2 separate regions of the Danio rerio genome follow, and region 2 is linked to region 1. The links are chromatin contacts, called in public Micro-C maps. All regions are on one chromosome and are shown on one strand. Each heading gives the region's core, a stretch centred on a gene start, on an enhancer-like site or on the middle of the called end of the contact. The rest is flanking DNA. Distances are from core to core; before and after follow the strand shown.

Region 1 (3,206 bases), core at 213-2,712:
AAGTTTTTTTTCTGACAAGTGTCATTTTTAGTTGACCACATTTAATAAAGCTTAAAAGTCTGTTGACTATTCAGTTAATAATCAACTGAAACGTTTGTCATGCTGCATAGAACAAAAAAAACTTTTAAATTGTCTCATAATTAAAATGACTTCATGATAAACTTCAAAAAATATTTTTTTTCTATTAAATAGACACAAAAGAATGTCAACTCTTGAACACAACTAATTTCATGCCACCTAGTTTCTTGATTATTATATTCTCAATAATAATAACACACTATCATGAAAGGTTTAAAGCTCAAAAGCTTTCTAAAAATCCTGTTTATCCTAATTGATTATTTTAATGTATTAGTATTAAAACAACAAAAAGACAAAATACTTTTAATCAGCAAAGAGATATAGTCAAAATCCATGATGATTTATTCAAACAAAACAGTGTAAACAACCATGTAAAGGAAAACAAGCTAGCTGAATGTCGCTTTCAGTTAAGCAAACTATCTAAGCATCAGAGTTAAGACTTTGTCATCAGTACAAAGAATATCAGGGTCATTGAAAGTGATTAAACCCTTCTCAAAACCTTCAAAGAAGTAAAAGCTCTCACTTGTTGCACAGCCAAGGTGCTGTCCATTTCTTCAAAAGACTCATCAGACCAGTTATAGAAGTCCTACAACACCCAAAAACAAGATTGTAAACAAGTCAGTAAAATCAACACTAGAATAATTCTAAAAAAACTGATGTCAACAATACATACATGATCAAAATATCCTTCACTTGACTTAAATTTTGCCCGCAGTTAGATTACATTAACACATTCCTTATGTTGCAATCATAGTTTTAATGCACAGTAAAACTATAGTAAATCGTCCCAAACGTAATGACAATTTCTTGACAAATAATTGAGAAAAAGTACCTAGGGGGTTACCTAGGAGTACCTACTTAATGCTGCAGGACACTGTCAATGAACTTTGTTGTGTTTTAAACATAATAATTTAATGTAAATACATATTCAGCAATGTTCATCCGGGTATTTGTAGACGGCTGCTAGCTGACTGCTGTTCGCCAAATAACTAGATCATAAAACCTCTAATATCAGGCCCCTCTTGTCTCTTATTTCACTCTATATACAAGTACTTTTGGAAAAGCAAGCAAATCATATTACGGACAAATATTTAACAAAATACACAGTTAAAACCCCTTCTTTAAGGATCATTAGTTTTCTAGGCTAACTGTTAGCTTAGCTCTTTAGCATATCTGCGGCTTCCGCTGGCAGAAGAACAAATTGTTTTTTACGCTAATAGTACATTAGGATGTGCTCCACGAACAGGTCTGAGTTTGAAAGAGAGCGTCAACTTGTTATAAGCTGTTCATTTTACCTTCGCCTTGGTGCCTGGTCTATTCCTCCTCAGAACAGCTGTGCCCTCCGCCATGACCATCTCGACAGATTTAGAGTTTGATTGACAGCGCGCCCCCAATGGACGAGCCCGGCTACTACAGGAGCAGCTCGGATACAGTGAAACTCAAAATATTAAACGGTGAAGATGCATTTATGATTTTATTCCATCTTACATCGAGTGTTATCTATTTTCCAGATCCTTTTTCCTCTAGATTCTAGTTAATAAGAAGTCCATTATGCAGTCAGATGCATAAATATAAGCATCTGACAGAGCAGTTTGCCTAGCTAGTTTGCATGAGATAATCCGTGTTTTCATTCTTTTTTTATGCAGCTAATTTAATAACATTTTATGTCTGACATAATAGAAAAATATATAAAAATAGGTGACTAACTTAACATAAGCCCATATGGACTTATGAAACTGGCCCCTATGGGGAAACCCCAGTTGGCATCTCATTCAGCCTTCACTTATTCCATGTTGCCAATTTTAAGCCATCATGGCTAATGGAGTTCTGCTGGGATTACAAACCATTGTTTTTCTTTTTAAATGACTTGAAGTTCTTCTTGTACAAATACAATCACTTGTGTCAATTCATATTTCTGATTTTGGTTTCCTTTTCTTTAATAAAAATAACACAGCTCAGCAATTATAGTAGGCCAGTTTTTTTATTCTATTCATATATTCTATTCAAATATTGGGGATACTTGTGTTTTTTTGGTTCTTGACAGTCCCTTATTCTTTTTATTATTCAGATTTTTTTTAAATATATGACTTTTATGGGTATATTTTACTCTTTATATCTTATATAGGTTCTTAAGTAATAACCAATATAATAAATATAGTTAAATATACGCATAAGCAAGAATATTGTATTTCAGAATAATCAAGAAATAAGGGACTCAAGCACTAAAACTACACTAGTTTGACAATAAATAGTCATTCAATGCTAGCTGATATTAAAAAAAAACTTTTTAAAACTAACAAAATCCAAGTTATAAGTCATTGTTCACTCTCATAAGAACAAAAACATTAACTTAAACATTTGGAAAACAGAGAAATGAAAGTGGATTGTAACGGACTTTTACATTTTTGGGGGTGAACTCTCTAATTAAAATGTATTGTTTACAGTGCAGGTTAAAGCAAAAAAAAGGAAGGGTAATGAGCAGTTGTCAATGTAAATCAAGTCTTATTTGGGTTCTTTACCATTTATTTTGAGCACTGTGGTGGTATCCTGCTAAGTTTTAAGCAGATTACCACAAGTATTACAGGATTTAGAAACAGGTGATTACATATAAGGCAATAGTAAGAATAATCAGATGGTGTTGTTTTCTGTATGCAAATCTAAGCTTGATTGTGATTTGTAATCTACTATATTGAATAGTTTTTCTTTTTTTTTTTAATCGATAAACATGTAGGAGATCGGTGTCTTGAAATTCTGCAGTTAGAAAAATAATCGAATGTTATCGTTAAATGGCCAATGGCACCATCTGGTGATGACTTTGTGAACAAAATTTGGGACTTGTAAAAGCAAGCAGTAAATGTTGTCATGCACTTCACATTTAAGACTCTCAAATTGTAAACCTGCCTTTGTGATCTTCTTAAAATTAAAATAACATAGAACTGATTTCAGGATCAGCTAATAATAAAGCTTTAAAAACTGTCAAAATCTGCTCTGCTCTTAAGATCTTTGTGTAAGCAATTTTTAGTAACCCTTGTAAATGCAAAAAAAACTTATTTTTCTTTAATTTTATGATGCTATTGTTATTTCCATTGCTTCCTGTAGTACTGTACTTTTTGTCACTGTCATTTTTT
Region 2 (3,154 bases), core at 574-3,073, 130 kb before region 1:
ACTACAATATCCGTTTTCAGTATCTGGCATGGTCATGTTATTAGCAAACAAGCCATATTTACTCAAACAGCACCAATTATCTGCACGGCCGACTGAATAGCACTAATAGCACTGAAAAAAGCAACCTAATTGCTTTGCTCACTTTTTCAAAACCAATGTATTATTTAGACAGGTCTAGCTCGTTAACACAGCCATCATTCTGGACAAAGCAGTAGCCCGCTGACCCTAATTTGGCATCATCTGATAATAGCTTTGTGTAATAAATAAATACAAGGGGAAAACACATCAGTAAAAATGTTCACACTGAAGCCCATGATTAGGCAAAAAATAAAACATGTCAAAATTAAAAGTTAATGTAAAATAATATATTTATAAATAAAATAGGATATTAAAATGAATAGAATATTGAAATATAATTATTTGAAATTATATATATATATATATATATATATATATATATATATATATATATATATATATATATATATATATATATATATATATATATATATATATATATATAAAATAGACAAAATTTACTTAGTGACATGTTGTTCCAAACCTATAAAACATTGGCAGTCTTCAAAAATTAAATGGCACATCCATTTTTAATAGAGCAATCCATTGTTGGTCCAGGTAATCATTCTTTAGAATATTTGAAAAGGTTATGAAGGCATTGTTTGAGTATCCATACCAAATGGGCTTTATTTATCTACATACAATTAAAATCAGTATTATTGGCCCTCCTGAATTATTAACTCCCCTGTATATCTTTCCCCCAATTTCTGTTTAACGGAAAAAGATTTTCTTTCTAAACATAAGAGTTTTGATAACTAGGTAAGTTAGGCGCGCAGGCAATTGCCTTTCACACTGACTGCGTCTGCAGTGCACAGCTCATGGGCAGCTGCATGTTCTCCCCGTGGTGGCGTGGGTTTACTCCGGGTGCTCCGGTTTCCCCTACAAGTCCAAAGACATGCGATATAGATGAATTTGGTAAGCTAAATTGTCTGTAGTGTATGAGTGTGGATGAGACTGTATGGGTGTTTCCCAGTGATGGGTTGCAGCTGGAAGGGCAAGCGCTGCGTAAAACATGTGCTAGGTAAGTTGGCGGTTCATTCTGCTGTGGCGACACCTGATTAATAAAGGGACTAAGCCAAAAAGAAAATGAAAGAATGAATGAATGAATGAATGAATGAATGGATTTATTTTATGAAGACTTACTGAATCAAATCTGAACATGGCTCAGTCTTATGGCCCTAAAATGTTCAATGAGCGTTTTCACTTCTTGGTGAACTAACCCTTAAACCAGCTACACTTCCTTGACTCCTTGACCACACAGCATCACATGGAAAAAGCATTCCCACTAATCAGCATAATCCAAACTGAACCTAAATGGAAATTCCTTCTTGTCTAACCTGGTATTTTCAGCAGGGTGCAGCTGGCAATTACTCAAGTCAAATTGCTAGTATTACTGTTGTCTGAACATGCACCACCTTACTTACCATTGCATCCTCCCGCAGGTCTGTAGCCTCTCGCAGAGGCCCACTGGCAGGCCGGAAAGTGTCATCCAGCACTTTGATGCCTGTGTTACGCAGGGTGACATACTCTCGTCCCCGCCGCACACCTCTGCGGACGGACAGACCCCGTCTCTGAGCCTTTCCTCCACCTCTGCGGTTGGTGATGGCGATGTGTATGAACAGGCTGGCATGGGGCAAAGGGTCTCCAGCGAGGCCCAGCAAGGGCACATTTCTGTAACCGGGCTGTAGACACTCAAACGCGATGGTGTACTGGCCAATGAAGTCATCGCCTATATAATCATCATCCAGAACAACGAAACGCAGCAGGGCTAGTTCAGGCATGTTCACCTGGAAGGAGAAAACAGTGAGTGTATTTGTGTGCAACAACTACTACACAAGCAGACATAAAGACAATTAAACTCTAGGGTGTGTAAAAAGACCCTCTGAAATATGAAGCATGCAAACTGTATAACACCACAGAATATGATAGCTAAAACACCATTTGCATGAATCTATTTAAATATGAAAATACTTAGCATGCATGCACACACAACATCACTTGAGCACCTGGTTATGTAGGACAAACTCGCACATAAATTAGCAAGGACGCTATTAAAATCATACATCTTGAGGAGCATTGATATAACCGTGGAACTGTTACAAAATGATAATGTAGCTTAATAGTATTTGAATTTCATTGCTTCTCTTGTGACAGAAAAAATTTTTATATATGTAATTAGGTCATTTGAATATCTCCAACAAAACATAGAGTACAGTCTTTCATTAAGATGTGTGTGTCTAAGCATATTCATGATATGTAGGTGATATTCATGTGTGTATACAGTACAGGGCCAAAAGCATGCACTAACATACACAAGCAAAACAAGTGAGACAAAAAAATAGTTATGTCACTCTGACTATGCATATTCATACTAAACAAATGCAGAGAGAAAATCTGGCAGGAAAACAGACAACAAAGATAAAATGCCTGAGCTGGTAGAAAACACCCACACAGGCGCCTGGACAGAACTCTGAACAACAGAAAATAGTTCACGGCAGGTTTGCAGCATCTCAGAACAACATGTTTGTATACATGGATGCTCCAATTTAATCAAGTCCACAAACTAAAGTTTAGCAAAATATTACCATGATTTCAGACATGTGCCATTGTAAGACTACATGTTGAGACTATGATTTCATGCTAAAACCCAAATAAGTAAATATTATGACATATAAAGATCACTGTACTTTGATTGAGTATCACTCTTTAAAAGATATTAAAGTTACATAAGTGACATAAATATGTTAAAGTGACATTTTTTTTTACCTTTTAACTGTCTCTGTACCCATACACTACCTGACAAAAGTCTTGTCGCCTATCCAAGTTTTACGAACAACCCAGACATGCTCAATAATGTTCATATCTTTTGACTGGGCTGGCCAATCCCGGAGCACCTTGACCTTCTTTGCCTTTGAGAACTTTGATGTGAAGGCTGAAGTTTGCACTCTGCAGATCTCTTGCATGGCCCCATACCGAGTTTAACCCAAAATCATAATTTTTCCTTTACCAAACTTGACTTATTTTTGTGAGAATCTTGGGTCCATGCAGGTTCCAAAAGGTCTTCAGCAGAATTTGT

What was found. A called contact is a pair of places that touch in the nucleus more often than the background predicts.
Region 2: a contact with region 1 is called in a Micro-C map of caudal fin, with 4 times the contacts expected there. The contact joins the enhancer-like site here to the promoter of mob4 in region 1. A contact is called at or near these places in 3 of 18 Hi-C or Micro-C datasets (caudal fin, embryo and fibroblasts) and 1 of 4 datasets of contacts at active chromatin or transcription factors (embryo).

What each region holds. Positions count from the first base shown.
Region 1 is chr9:33,985,269-33,988,474 of GRCz12tu, reverse strand. It overlaps mob4 (MOB family member 4, phocein), which reads right to left and starts at 1,462. Exons shown (of 8, transcript NM_001003439.1): 1 at 1,374-1,462; 2 at 602-664. The coding sequence starts at 1,433.
Region 2 is chr9:34,120,485-34,123,638 of GRCz12tu, reverse strand. It overlaps plcl1 (phospholipase C like 1), which reads right to left. Exons shown (of 8, transcript XM_001921763.9): 4 at 1,503-1,865. Among named protein-coding and RNA genes, the nearest start is that of plcl1, 84 kb to the right of the region's middle. Within about 2 kb of position 1,823, at least 2 of the 62 cell types and tissues checked have an H3K27ac peak or open chromatin away from gene starts, as enhancers often do. A contact at or near this core is called in caudal fin, where this site is marked.